Linked DNA regions of Rattus norvegicus: region 2 is linked to region 1. Evidence: chromatin contacts called from public Hi-C data. All regions are on one chromosome and are shown on one strand. The core of a region is the stretch at or near the end of the contact, and the rest is flanking DNA. Distances in the headings are between cores, read along the strand shown.

Region 1 (7,217 bases), core at 3,493-5,992:
GCTTATTGAACTACGCACATACAAATCTTCTTCACATCTGTAGCCACTGTCTGGTGTTCCATGGTGTGAGTCTTCTGGTTCACCTTTTCACTCTTCCTCTGGTGGACGTCTAGGCTGCTTTTCCCTTCGTTTATGAACTAAGTCTCAGTGAGCATTCTCCTCTTGGCCTCCTAGCCTTGCCATACAAGTAGCTGGTACAGCATGTCTCACCATAGCACCAAGATGCTCTCTAAAGTAGGTGCCAATTTCAACCAGTAATGACAAGAGGTCTCCGGGCTCCACATCCCTGCCAACACTTGACACTGACACTGCCCGGGGTTTGCCAATCAGATAGGTGTGAAATGGTGTCCCGCTGTCGCCTTAGGACAGCTCCCAGCCAGGCTAAGCATCCTCTCTTTATTGGCCATCCAGTGTCCTCTGCTCACACTTGTCTCTGCTTCTCTACTGAGCATTTATCTGTTTCCTCATTAATTTGTTTAATTTTTTATTATCTTCCCTAACTACTTCTCCGAGTTTACTGCCTTCTTAATATTCTTTGAGGACTGTCCTTTGCACAGAATTTCTATCTTCATAATCTCTTCTTTTTGCACCAGTTTGTTACTTAGGAGCCCTACTAGTTACTAAAAATTTTAATTTCAAAAATAAAGAGTCAGACTAAGAGGAACCTTGGACTACCAGAATGAGGAGTAAAACCTATGGGCAGATATGGCGTGGCGTGAGAGCCGGATTGCTGGAGTGGAGGCTGGAGGCTGCCTCTTTAGCTGTCTAGACCAAGAACGTTAAAATAGTTACCGCTGTCCCACTTTTAAATCCCAAACTCCAATCTGTTTGGTTTAAGACATCCCCTCCTTTCCTGGCGCCTTAAGGGCAGGCCATTACGCTTTTCTAAGGGTCTTACATGCACTCGGATCTTGAATCCTGTCTAGAATTTAACGTATGTACAGTGTGGACTAAGAGTCTGATTGTTTCTCCATGTGGACAGTCAGGTCTTCCAGAACCACTTATTAACTAAATGGTCCATCTTTCCTCATCCATCTGTAGCTCTTTCAGTTGGCACGCACTGGCTCCCACGTACCCTAGGCTTTGAGTCCATTCCACGGATGGGTGGAACCATCCCTGGGCCACTGCCAGCCTGCTGGGATCCCAACACCCCTCTTTGCTCTCCTTTCCCAGACTTGTCTGAGGGATTCTTGGACCTCGCTAAATCATATGAACTCTATAGCTCTTTTGTGGAGTCCACACATAGTTCAATCCCATGGGGACTTACAAGATTACAGTGGATTAATGGATTCATGGGGGGGGGGGGAGAATAGTTTTTCAGGGACTGTGGTCCAGGGGTTGAACACCAGCCTAGCACCATTTGTTCCTCGGATCCCCCAAATGAAAACACTTTACCATTTTTCCATCCATTCTCCTCCGTAAATAATTCATCCCTATGTACCGTACAGCTTGATGCTGAAATGAACCACAGTCACTCTTGTCTTCTGTCTGCTGAGGTACACACAGGTGGTGCCCGCTCAACTCTCTTTTGAGTTCTCAGGACTAATCTCTAGGTTTTCTTCCTTAACCATATAGTTATACCAAGTTCCAATGACAGCAGTTGACCCTTCCTAATCTTTACTTTTTAAAAACTATTATTTCATTTACTTACTTCATGTTTGTTCAGATGTGCACACAAAAGTGTATGCCACAGCATACACATGGGAATCAGAGGACAACTTTGGGAGTTGGTCCTCTCCTTGCACCAAATGGGTCCCATGAATTGAGTTCAGGTCACGGGACTCGGCAGCAACCCCTTTACTGCCTGAGCCATCTCACTGGCCCATGATTTTTACTTCTTGCTTAAAAAAAAAAAAAAAAACAAAAAAAACCAAACTTGTTGCATTATCTGGAATGACGCCTAGGAGCGGGAAATGGCAGCTAGCCTGTCTCTATTAGATGTGTATTTGTTAACGGAAAAGGACAGGACCTGTGTCAGACTGAAAGAGATCCATAACCTGGAAAAGGTCAATAATTGCTGCCCTGAGTTAACCTGCGTGTGGATCGTGATAAATGAATCAAATCGGGTTATCAGCTGTATAAAAATAAAACAGCCAAGCTAGAACGTCAGAGCACAGCCAGAAGGACGGACAAGAGAACCAAGGCTGTGTGACTCAGGCAGGTACAGAGCGGAGCTCTAATTGCCCATTAAGAGTTTAGAAGAGTCACACAGAGGCGGCCTCAGAGAAGGCAGCAAGAGACAGAGCAGTTATCATAATGGCAGGGGTGACACATGGTTGCCCTGTGAACACAAACAACTCCCTCCCTTGACCCCCACCCCACCCCATTTACTCATCCACAAAGCAAAAAAAAAAAAAAAAAAAAAAAAAAAAAAGTTAAAAACATGTACATCTTATTTAGAGTCACAAATTCTCCTGCTTGGAAATGGCGGTAAGATTTTTAAAGAGTTCCTCCTGAGTAGGTACAGGTTGGAAAGCTCCGGGCCTTTTCCACATTAGCGAGCACTTCGAGGCGGGGAAAGAGAAGCTGGTTTGGGATTAAAGAGTAATAAGGCTTTCCTTGGAGACAGCTCCAACCCCCAAACCAGTCATCTCTCAGCTCCGAAACGTCCCCGGCTATGCCCGCCAGAACATGGCCTACAAGCTAAGTGACAAGCTAAGTCCGCTTGTACTGTTCAGAGAGACCTCTGGGGCCACCCAAGAACATCACAACATTCCTAAAAAAAAAAAAACCCTTCTCACCCCACAGGCAAAATCGGGAGCACAGACCTTGCTCAGTGAGATGCAGCAGATTCAAAGGCTAGCGTGTTCAGGAGGTGGGCAAGGTTATCCCTGCAGGCAAAAATGTCAAAGGGACAGCTAACTATGCCTCTCCACCTTGCACTGTGGAGCACAGAGTCCTTCTTCACCTCCTCTCTCCTCATCTAATTACAGGGCCCCGGATCCCAGGCCCTTTGTAATTTAGCATTCAGTTTAAGAATTAGTTGAGACAAATTGCTGGACCGCCTGGACAGAGCAAGGAAGAGTGGTAGGAGCCGGGATTCCTAATCAAACAGGAGAGCTCTCTTCAGCACACACAGTCAGCCCTGGAGATTTGAGGGCTACGAGGAGCAACGAAGCCAGGGCCACCAAAAGGCAAGATCTTAGCTCTTTGGATGTTTGAAGACACAGGAGTGGATTCTTTCCTTTTGGATAAACTCTGACCTGGAACTTCATTTCACAGAGCAGAAGTCCCCCTTCCAGAAGGCCTTCTACCTCACATTAAGCTCAGAAGAAATGTCATTCTGATCATGGCCAAGCACAAGTGATGTGGCTGGCTTCCGTCGCGGATAATGATGAAACTAAGTTCAACACCGCCTGCTACAGCAGTTTAAGTTATAAGGCCACACTCTCCTTCATTGCACTTGATTCTCCAGAGCGTGTAGTTTGTAGATCTGTTAAGGTGTGGAGGGCTTTCCTGGTGGGACTGCACATTTGAGTCTGTGAAGCCCCTCCACCAGCCATAAACTCGAATCAACCCGACCAATTGCCCCTCGGCAGGGCTGAAATAGGGAGGGGAAAACCTGTGTTGGCAGTCCTTGTGAGCTGCGCGGACTTACTGCTCTATCTTGGCTCCTCTTATAAATGACAGCCAGCTTACACCACGAGGGGTGAGAGAAAGGGCATTCCACGACTAGCGCCTTGCTTCTGAACACTACCGGGGTGATCTCAACCTCAGGCAGTACAAAGTCACTACCCCTAGGGATGAGCTAGTCAAGAAGTGACATGTCCAAGGTCATACAGCTAGTGGGCAGACAGCTGCCTTTCCAGCTGCGTCCAGAGCCCAAAGCAAAGCAATTGGTGTTTTTACCTAGAGGTTTTAAGTGCAGAGTCCGGACTACAACCAACACGCAGCTTCTGGGTCCTGCTTGCTCCCTGACCCAAACCTAACCTCTGGGCACAGGCACCGCCAGTCCCTGAATTGCCGGGTCACAAGTCGCCCATCCGGCATCTGACTGCCTTGACGCGCACACCAGAGCCCAGAGCCCCTGGCGACCGTCGGGGGCTGAGTGGCCCGAGGGAAGCAGCTATGACTCGGAGGCTACGGGGAATTAGGTGGACTCTGAGGATGGCGCGGGTGGGCACAGTGCAGCGACCCCTTAGGCGTCCACTTGAACGCGGCTGGGCAGGTGTAGGCGCCGGACCCGGGCATCCGAGGCCACACTTCCGAGTGTGAAAGCTCGGCGACGCCTCCTGGGGACCCACGGCCTCAGGCCATCCCGCGTGACCGTCCACACAGGCCAACACGTCCTCCCCGCCCAGTGTCCCACAGCACTCGAGCGTGTCCCCGCAGGGACCCCCGCCGTCCCCAGTGGTGCGGGCCGCCTTCCCACGCGGCGCCGCTGGCCGCGGGCTTGGCAAGGCGCCCCCTCGCGCGTGGCCGCCGGCGGCCGGGAAAGTTTGGGGCGCGCGGGGCCGGCCGTACTCACCTGGCCCAAGTTGAGGTAGCCGTGAGCCGCAGCCACGCGGTCCGCCGCGCCGGGGCCGCCCAGCACTTGCACTGCCCAGTGGTTGGTGTAGACGGGGCGCGGCGGCGGCAGCGCGGAGCAGACGGCGGGCAGAGCGAGCAGAAGCAGCCAACGCCAGGGGCGCGGCGCCAGCGGCGAGAGCCCGTGCCGGCCGGCGGCCCGGGGCGGCGGCCGGGGCCCGGGCGCTGGCGGCGCGCGCGGAGGCATGGCAGCGGCAGGCTCGCGCGGCGCCCGAGCGGCGAGTGCGCCGGGGGGTGGGGAGCCGCCTTTTAAAGCCGCTCCGCGCCGGGGAAGCGCCGCCGCCGCGGGCGGGAGCCGGGGAGGAGGAGGCCGCCGCGGCGCGTTCCCGCCCGCGCGGCCCGGTGGCGCCCCTGGGCCCGCGCTCGTGCGGCAGTCTCCCGGCCCGCCAGCAGCCGGGGGCCGGCGCAGGGGAGGCTCGAGACTTCGGGTCTCTCGGGACGCGGCACTGCCTAGAGTAGCAGCCTCCGCTCCGCGCGTTCTGCTAGAAGCCGGGAAGGCTCTGGGCATCCCACGTGAGTTCCCCATATCCCGGAGGAGTTGACTTAGAACGGCACCTTTCTACCGGTTGCGCCCCTGGAGGCTGAACTCACCTGCTGGGGTCCCCAAGGCTAGACAGACTTGCTCAACTTAGCTATAGTGGTGAGCGTGCAAATGTGCAGGATCTTCTGGGGGAAACGATGCCAAGAAAACACCGTGGTGTACCAGGACCTGGCCTGACCTCAAGACCACATTGAATGGGCAAAGGGCATGTGGCGAACTTAGCTGGAGTCCACGAGAGTATTGGGAACACAGCGTCCATACAGGGCTGATGCTTAGCTAGGACGGCTGTGCAGGTGAACTCCTTAACTGACCACTTAGCATCTGTGTGATCTGGGGCACCTTTCTGTTCTTGCTGGGCCTGTAAGATGGGGATAACAATAGCATCCATCTATCCATCGGGCTGTTTTTAGGATGTAAGCTCTTCCCTTGCAATCAGCTGACAGTAATGTTTGTTTTGATGAGCCCTGGACCTGCCACGTGCTTGGTATTCAGTAGATTGTGTTCACCCTTAAAAGTACCCACTGAGCTAGGACCAGTCAGTGCAAATGTGAGCTGACTCATCCTTACCCTCCCTCCCATAACAGCCTGGAGAAACTGGGGACACGTCCACGCTGTGACGAGAGGCTGGGATAGATGCAAGCCTCAGAGGACCCATTGGTCCCAACTGGCTCCGCACAGAAAGCAAACCTTCAGCCTGATTAATACAGGAGGGGAACCGGGAAACAAAATAGGGCAAAATAGGACAGAGAGGGCCTTGAGTCAGGAAGGAAGTCACTTCACCAAAGCTCAAGTTCCAAGAGCACCTGGTTCCCAGACTGGTGCTGTGGGGAATTCCTTTGCCTGAGTCTATAGCCAGGCAGATCAAACAGACAGGCCAGGGAATACAGGAGAGAGAGGGCAGGATCTGCAGAGACCCACCTGAAGTCCTTTCCAACATCTCTCTGAGGAGTCCTTGGGTTTTGTACCTCACATGATCCATCCTTTCTACAAGTAGGAGTCATCCTAATGAAGATGGAGGACTAGGAGGATTGGGGGGGGGGGGGGGCACAGCCAGGAGGAGCCAAACTCATGTTAACAGGGCTCCTATCACAAGTGTCTTTTGGTACCTGAGACCTTTCCTCTTCTTCCCCAGATCACGACTGCCCCTGTTGTTACACCTGGCCAAGGGGAGTCAGCTCTCTAGGCAGTAACTCTAGAACCACCCTTTGTTGCAGAATATAAGGCCCTGGGACAAGGCCTGGGTGCTCCCTGATCTCCTGCCTGACAGAAAGATCTGAGGCCATCACACAAAGTGGCCAGCCCTAGAGAACAGCACTGCATATATGTTGGACAAAGACAGCATCTAGACCCTTGAGCCTGCCTCTGTTCAGTCAGGCAGAGAAGCCAATGGACAGAGGAGAGTGGAGACAGAGGATTCAGTCTGTTCTGTTCCTTTCCAGCAATCCATCTGGACAACCTGAGTCCCTTCTCTGGCCTTCGTGGGCCAACCTGTCTTTGACTCATCCCAGATCCTGTACTGTGCTTCAAGAGCCTGGCCCTGCACAACACACATATTCTAGATGATGTGGAGTGCCTTATAACTCCCAAGAGGGTACCCCTGTTACAGCAGTTACCTTGACAGGCAGAGATGCAGGTTTTCTATAATAATTTGGTAGACAAAGGGATTCAGCATACTGAACTGAAGGAGACTAAAATGCATCTGAATTTTGTACCTGGAGAAGTCGGAATGTATTTTGCTAACAAGGTGATCCACTGAGACTAAACCCCCTGCTTGTCATAGAAGTACCTGGGCCACGGCATGGCTGTAGGAAGACCAGCTTGCCAAAATGAACACCCTAAATCAAATCGCCGGCTGTGAGTTTCCAATTGATTTACGAGGTGACGGGATTAACTCAATCACAAAAGTCCCAGCCCTTTGAGTTGAGATAGGATCTGTAATAAAACTTGCCTCTTCTTCCTGCAGGGAGGGGATTCCATTACTCACTCATTCCTGATCTCCAGATGTCCAGATGGCCCTGAGGTGCACACAGCTCCCAGGCTGGGAGTGACTGGGGGGATTGGAGGGGGGTGCTTCTTCCCTGGATTGAGGTTGGCCAGGCTGGGCAGGGACAGGACAGGGACTGGAAAGGTGGTTGAAGATAGCTATGTC
Region 2 (7,036 bases), core at 809-3,308, 210 kb before region 1:
AAACCAAACCAAACCGAACGGTATCTTTGGGGTTCATTATAACACTTACTTAAGGGAAGAAAGTATTCTCACTAGCAGACACTCACCAAATTCTGTTGTTGTTCACTAATAATGTTTTCAGTCTTCTCAACAACGGAAAGCCATCCAGTTTCCTGATCTCATTGTCAGAAAAATCAATAGCATCAAACTGGTCTAAGGTGGCACCCAGATTTTCAATAACAGGAATTTTATATCCTGTAGAGGGAAAAAATACAACAAATATTAATATAAATGAAAAGTCCTGAAAGTAGTAGGAGTATTGGACAGTAATTTGGCTCAAAGCTTTCATTCAGGAAGTTAACCTGGCACTGGGGCCATGCCAAGCACTGAACAAAAATAAGATAAACAACGAACGAGTTACGGAGTCCCTAGTGCTACGAAGCTTGTAGTCCTGAAGTAAACTTGAAGAGGCTAAAGGCAAGAGAAGAACAGATGGGCATGCTTACTAGTATTGGTGCCCATGGTTTATTAAGAACGTCTATGAGGTGGTCCCACTGTTTTAAGTCCTTAGCGTCATTAGTCTCCATGACAGAATTAACACTTTAAACTGCTACTGTTGGTGCCCAAGCCTTGTTCAGGCGCTGGTGACCAGTATTCTCAATCCTCCACATAACTCATCAGTGTAGCTTCATGGTGTCCTGACTCACCCTCCTCCCCACCGGCTCCAATTCAGAGCCAAAAACGGTTTACATATATCCACAAATTACAACGAGCAGAGCATTCCCTTCATTGTCTAACGGCCATCATCATTGAGCTAGGTACTGCAGAAAGAAATGACGTACACAACCCAGTTGTGAAGGAGTGCAATAAGAAGTATGGTGCCAGATTAAGCACTCTCAAGATTGCATGGATTTCTGAAATACAGCACTGATCAAACTGTGCCAAGACAGTGAAAGGATCCAGATGCTCCTGAACTGGACTTTTTCTCTGAGAAAGTTAATTTCAACAAACAAACAAACAAACAAACAAACAAATAAACACAAAAAAAGCACTAGGATTTCCCATAGGCAGTAAAAAAAAACCTGTCGCAAATGTCGGTGCATAGTGCCCCGTGACTGTGGTTGCCTCGGGTCACAGCGTTATAACCTTAACCCTGTTCAAAGCCATCTCCTGAACAGTTAACGATTGCATTCTCAATTCTATTTTAAAAACCAAGTGCTATTACTGTCAAAACCGAACAGGTGGGTCTCACCGCCCCACACATGGAAGTACCATTAAGCCTTGGTCGAACAGCTGGAAAACACCTTTATAAAGTGAATTATCAGGGGCTGCGAATTCGGCTCAGCAACGCAAGTGCTTGCCTAACAGACATAAAACCCTGGGCTCATCCGAAGCACCATATAAATGTGCACACATTTAAACCCAACATCCACAAAATGGAGTCAAGAGGGTCCGAAGTTCGAGATAATCCTTAACTATATAACGGTTTGAAGTCAGCTCGGAATACACGAGACTCTGTCTCAAAAACTAATGAACAAGACCAAACGTGACTTATTGGGGCAATTATGGTAACTTTGGTACATATTCAACCTACCCTCGCGTGCCATATTAACGCATTTGCTAAAAACCAGTCGGCCGCCGTTCTGTACGTAGCATTTTCTATTTTCCTAGTCCTCAAACAGTTAAGGCTGCTCAGCACGCGAGGCAAAGCCTAATGAGTAAGGACCGGAGAAGGAATCGAGGCGCCGCGTTTGCTAGCAGGTAACAGTCCCAAAGGTCCCTGCGGGACCATCGATTGGAGATACCCCAGGCCCAGGTGGAGGTGGAGGCCCGCGAGCCAGGCTCCGGCCTCCGCGCACGCGGCGGGGCCGGCTTCTCGCGGCCGCGCGTCGGGGCCGGAACACAGCCCGCGCTCCGTCTAACTCACCGCGGAGGTCCAGCTCACGGTCCCGCACAGCATTGGTGTACTGTGCCGCCTGCTCGATCAGCTCCGCCGTCAGCTTCACCATTCTGTCGCCGCCCGCGTACCCTCACCTCAGACACCGGCCTGTGCCTCCCGCCAGTGCCGTGTCCCAGGGTGCACCGCGCCTCGCCGCCAGACAGCATCAATCAGAGCCCCGCGCAGCTCGACCGCCAGGCTAAAGCAATCGAAGACGTAGCCGAGTGTCTTTGCTTCTGGGTTCTGTGCTTGAGCGTGCCTGGGAGTGTGGGGAGCCCAGATTCCAGGTTTTTGTATCCAAAAGATAAGAACACGCGAGAGATACTCTATCTCACGTCAGTGCACCTCAAGGGAGGGGTAGTTGGGACTCCGCTCCCTTCTCCAGCCAACAAGGGGCGGAGACTGTGAAGTCTCCAGGGAGCCAAATTCTTAAACATTGGATTTGGGCCTCCGCACAAAAGGTGCAGGACCAGTAAGTAGACTAGATTGCCTTAAAACAGAACACATCTGACCTGGTGAGGGTGGACTTGTGGCCTATAGATATTTACGTATTCATACCAAAGGGCTGATCAGATGGCTTAGAGGTTAAGAGCACTTGCTGTTTTTATAACACACTTGAGTTGGCATTCCAGTACCCATTTGGTCACCTGACAACTGCCTTTAACTCCAGCCTTAGGGGATTCGCCATCCATTTCTAGCCTCCTCAGACCCCTGCAATAGCAAACACACACACACACACACACACACACACACACACACACACACACACACACACAAGCGCACACACACACATACATACATACAAACAAACATACAAATAAAATCATGAAGTCTAGGCATGGTTGAGAATGTCTTTAATTCCAGCAGTTTGGAGACAAAAGGAGGTGAATTTCAGAGATTGAGGCCATCCTGGTCTACAGAGCCAATTCCAGGACAACCAGGGATACACAGAGAAACCCTGTCTCAGGCAAACAACAACAACAAAAAGTTCATATGACGTGCAGGAGAATACACACATCAGAAATTGACCTTTGATGAGTGCCCCAGTGATCACAACATATCTGCAGAGCCTTGGCCTCTGCCCCCAAAGCCTTAATTTCACAAAACTGTGTGCTTATTTTTTTTATCATAGCTTATTAATTAATGTCCATGCTTGCCTGTGTATGTGTGGAGGGGAGGCTTCGGACTAAAATTCCCTGGAGCTGGCCATTGTGATCCTCTGGAAATGTGTGTTAGAATTTGAATCTGGTCCTCTGCAAGAGCTGAAAACACTCTTAAAAACACTGTAAAACTCATTTGTATAACTCTGTGGTTTTGTCCACGTGAGGACAGATACCCACAATGGTCAGAGGTGCCAGATACTCTGAAATTAGAGTTACAAGTGGTTGCTGGGATCTGAACTTGGGTCCTCTGAAAGAGTTTGTTGTTACAACAACAAGAGCTGTACGTGCTCTCTTACTTGCTGAGTCACGGAATGACTGACTGACCTGAGGGTAAACTTGAACAGCTCGCTCTCCTGTCTCCACCTCCATGTGCTAGGGTTATTGGAGTGAGTTTATGTAGCGGTAACTTTCAGCCCTGGGCCATCAACTCCAACTGAGGCTACACCTTCACCAATGACCCTCCCTGGCCTCTCACAATGCCCAGTCTCAGCTGCTTTTCATAACCAGTACCACCTGGGTAATTCTCACACGTTACCAAGTCCAGCTGCATCGTAAGGTGCAGCTTTGGCATCTCTGGAATACACTTGCCAGAAGATTTCACCTCAGTGATGCTGGTCTCTTCTTAATCACTGCTAATTTCTTACCTCCAGCTAACTAACCACTATCAATCGGACCAACCAGTGGTTCCTTCTATTCTTGACTTTAAATTTTTTTTTTTTTCGGAGCTGGGGACCGAACCCAGGGCCTTGTGCTTGCTAGGCAAGCACTCTACCACTGAGCTAAATCCCCAACCCCTATTCTTGACTTTAAAGCCAGAGCCACATGGCCAAAGCTACCAAGTTCTGCTTCTTACTGGAGCTAGAACATGGCCCCCTTCTTCTATTACATTATCGCCAACTTTCTGTTTTTCAACCCCACTGGCTAATGCTTGAATGCTGGGATTAAATGTGTGTCTCACCATGCCTGGGCCCAAGCTCTTCGTGGTGACTATGTCTCAAGATCCAGATCAAAAGCTCGTGTCATCCCATGTCAGTTTGACATACAATCCTATCTCCTTGTATCCAAATGACAGCAATAACCAGGTCATATAAGTATCTGATGTTCAACTGCAAATGTATAAACAGTAAGTTTAGCTGGGTGGGCTCTTGCCCTGAGGTCACCACTACCCTAATCTGTTGATCTTGAGCACAGGACTTAGTTCAGTTGTACCATCTGGTGCCCCTTTAATACTTGAGCTGTATATTATTATATTTTTATAACAACAATATATTTTGTGTTTTTCCTTCCTAAGCTTGCTACACTTGATTAAAACTTCTCTTCATGAGAGTAAACCAGAGGACAAAGTCTATGCTGGGCTTTTCTGAGACTTCTTTTACCTTAGCCTCTTTACTCTTTACCTTGGCCTCAGGTAGTCTCTTCAGACAATGGCAAAAAGCAGCAACATTCTTCACCAAAACATCAGAAGAACAATCTCCAGTGTTCAAATCACCCTCAGCACCAATGTCTTCCACATTTCTACTAGGATGACACATTAAGCCCCACTTAAAGTATCCCACTGTTTCCAAAATCCCCAAATCCATATTCCTCCAAACAAAATCATGGTCAGGCCTATCACAGCAATACCCAAGTCCATGGTACCAACTTCTGACTTAGTTATGGTTTCCATTGCTATGAACAGACACCATGAGCATAGTGACTCTTATAAAAGACAACTTTAATTGGGGCTGGCTTACAGGTTCAGCAGTTCAGTCCATTATCCTCACAGCAAGAAGCATGGCAGTGTCCAGGCAGATGTGGAGCTGGAGAAACTGTAAGTTCTACATCTTGTTCAAAGAGGGTCTTGAAGCCCATCCCCACAGTGACACACTTCCTCCAACAAGGCCACACCTCCTGATAGTGCCACTCCCTGGGCCAAGCATATTCAAGCCAATGTCTTCCACATTTCTACTAGGATGACACATTAAGCCCCACTTAAAGCATCCCACGGTTTCCAAAGTACCACACTACTTACCCAACACTGATATTGAGAGACCAGATCTTGGGTTTAGACTCCATCTTATAGAACCTGACCTAAGGTTGAACTCGAGTTAACAAACAAGCCAGCATCTAGCATCAGTTCCCAGGTTACTCCCAAATAAGACCAGTTTCCAGGTTACTCTCTCCAACAAGCCTGCCCCTGGCACTTTCTAACAGCTACCAATCAGGAGGAAAACAGAAATCAGGTTTATGGTTTGGCTCCCAGCACCAGCCAATTATGTTAAAGGACAACAAAATTCCATAATGGCTCCCCAGTCAGATTTGTGCCAAGCTAGAAAACCCCTCAGTTGCTTAGCATTTCCTATAAAAGCTTGTCCCGCTGAAAGCTCAGGGCCTCACCTTCCCACTCTGCTATGCCACAGGTGCCAGCGTGGCCCAAGCTTGAGCTTGTAATAAAGACCCTAGTGTGACTGCACTGGGATCGACTCTTTGGTGGTCTTTTGGGGTTCACGAAATGGGCACAACAATATAACTTTGGTTTTTGCCTTTGTGAATTCTGTACTCCTGAGCTTCCACACCAAGAAGCATGAGCTCACTCTTGGTTGCCAGGTAATAAAAGGACTCAGATACTCCTAATTGGCTCAGTTAGTGTGGTTGTCAATAACTATCTTATGTGAACCATTTCACCCATACCCAGTTTATCAGTACGCGTGCGCGCGCGTGTGTGTGTGTGTGTGTGTGTGTGTGTGTGTGTGTGTGTGTGTGGTGTAGTAAATGCTGTGGGCATCTGGAAGACAGAGGAAGAAGTAGGTGTCTCTCATTGAACCTAGAGGTAGGCTGGCAGCGAGCAAATCGCTCAGCGATTCTCCGGTGCCAGTGTCTGTTTTATCTGCCATCACTGGGGCTGTAGGCCCATACAACACCTGGCTTTTTATGTGGGTCTTAGAGACTTGAATTCAGGTCCTCATGCTTGTACACCAAGCACTCTTAACTGCTGACCCATTTCCTAGCCCTTGGTTTTTGGTGTTGATATATCATGATGTATGCTTTTTGCCTGAGGAAATCGTTTCACGGTGGGAAGGTTTACTTTGGTCTACGGTTAGGATATACACCATCATGGTGGTTAATATGTAGGAAGTCACGGCTGTAGGCATTTGATGCAGGTGTTGCACTGTATTTACAGTCTGGATGCAGAGAGAAATGAATGCTGTATCCGGCTTACTTTTTCCTTTTTCCTTTGCCCTGGATGTTAGCTCTTAGTATTGTATTTGCTTTTATTCAAGGTGGATTCATTTTTCAGTTAAACTTATCTCGAAATGCCCTCCGAGACAAAACTAAAGGAGGTCTCACTAATGCACTGTTTCTGGAATCGATATAGGAAGGAAGTGACCAAAACATACTTTCCCCCCAATTGTGGTGGTTTGAATAGATATGGTCCCCATAGACTCGGGTGTTTGAATGCTTGCTCCATATGGAGAGGCACCATTAGGAAGTGTGCCCTGGTGGGGCCCTGGCTGAAGAGGCTTCAGAAGAAATTTAGTATGTGGCCCAGAGACTGTTGTGACATTTTGGTAAAGAATGTGGCTGCTTTTTTGCCCTTAACTGAAAAATCTGCCTGAGGCTAAAGTGAAGAGTTTTTGATTAATTCTGTTGGCAGAAGGAATCTCAAAACAGCCTTGTAACAACTGTCTTGTGTGGTTATTAATGTGCACTTTAATACAAAACTATAATGAAAAAGGAGCAGGCTGAGCAAGGAAAAATAAAAAGTGTTCAATCTGAGGAGAAAGGGACACGTAGAAATGGAATGAGGCTAAGTCCTGTGATCAAGGAGATGAACAGATTAAAGAAAAGTCTGATGTTAAATGGATTAAAGGGAGTGGTGATGCAGGGCAAGACCCATGCAGCTAAGCTTCCAACCCGTGAAAAGGAATTAAAGGAAAGGGAAATAAAGCTTAGGGCCAAATGTGGGGTCTCACAA

Evidence for each region. A called contact is a pair of places that touch in the nucleus more often than the background predicts.
Region 2: a Hi-C map of the A7r5 cell line shows a contact between it and region 1, with 1.9 times the contacts expected there. The contact joins the promoter of Snrpa1 here to the promoter of Pcsk6 in region 1. A contact is called at or near these places in 3 of 12 Hi-C or Micro-C datasets (the A7r5 cell line, frontal cortex and kidney) and 1 of 1 datasets of contacts at active chromatin or transcription factors (oligodendrocytes).

What each region holds. Positions count from the first base shown.
Region 1 is chr1:128,837,267-128,844,483 of GRCr8, reverse strand. It overlaps Pcsk6 (proprotein convertase subtilisin/kexin type 6), which reads right to left and starts at 4,742. Exons shown (of 21, transcript NM_012999.2): 1 at 4,469-4,742. The coding sequence starts at 4,714.
Region 2 is chr1:129,047,072-129,054,107 of GRCr8, reverse strand. It overlaps Snrpa1 (small nuclear ribonucleoprotein polypeptide A'), which reads right to left and starts at 2,058. Exons shown (of 9, transcript NM_001271323.1): 1 at 1,907-2,058; 2 at 87-234. The coding sequence starts at 1,988.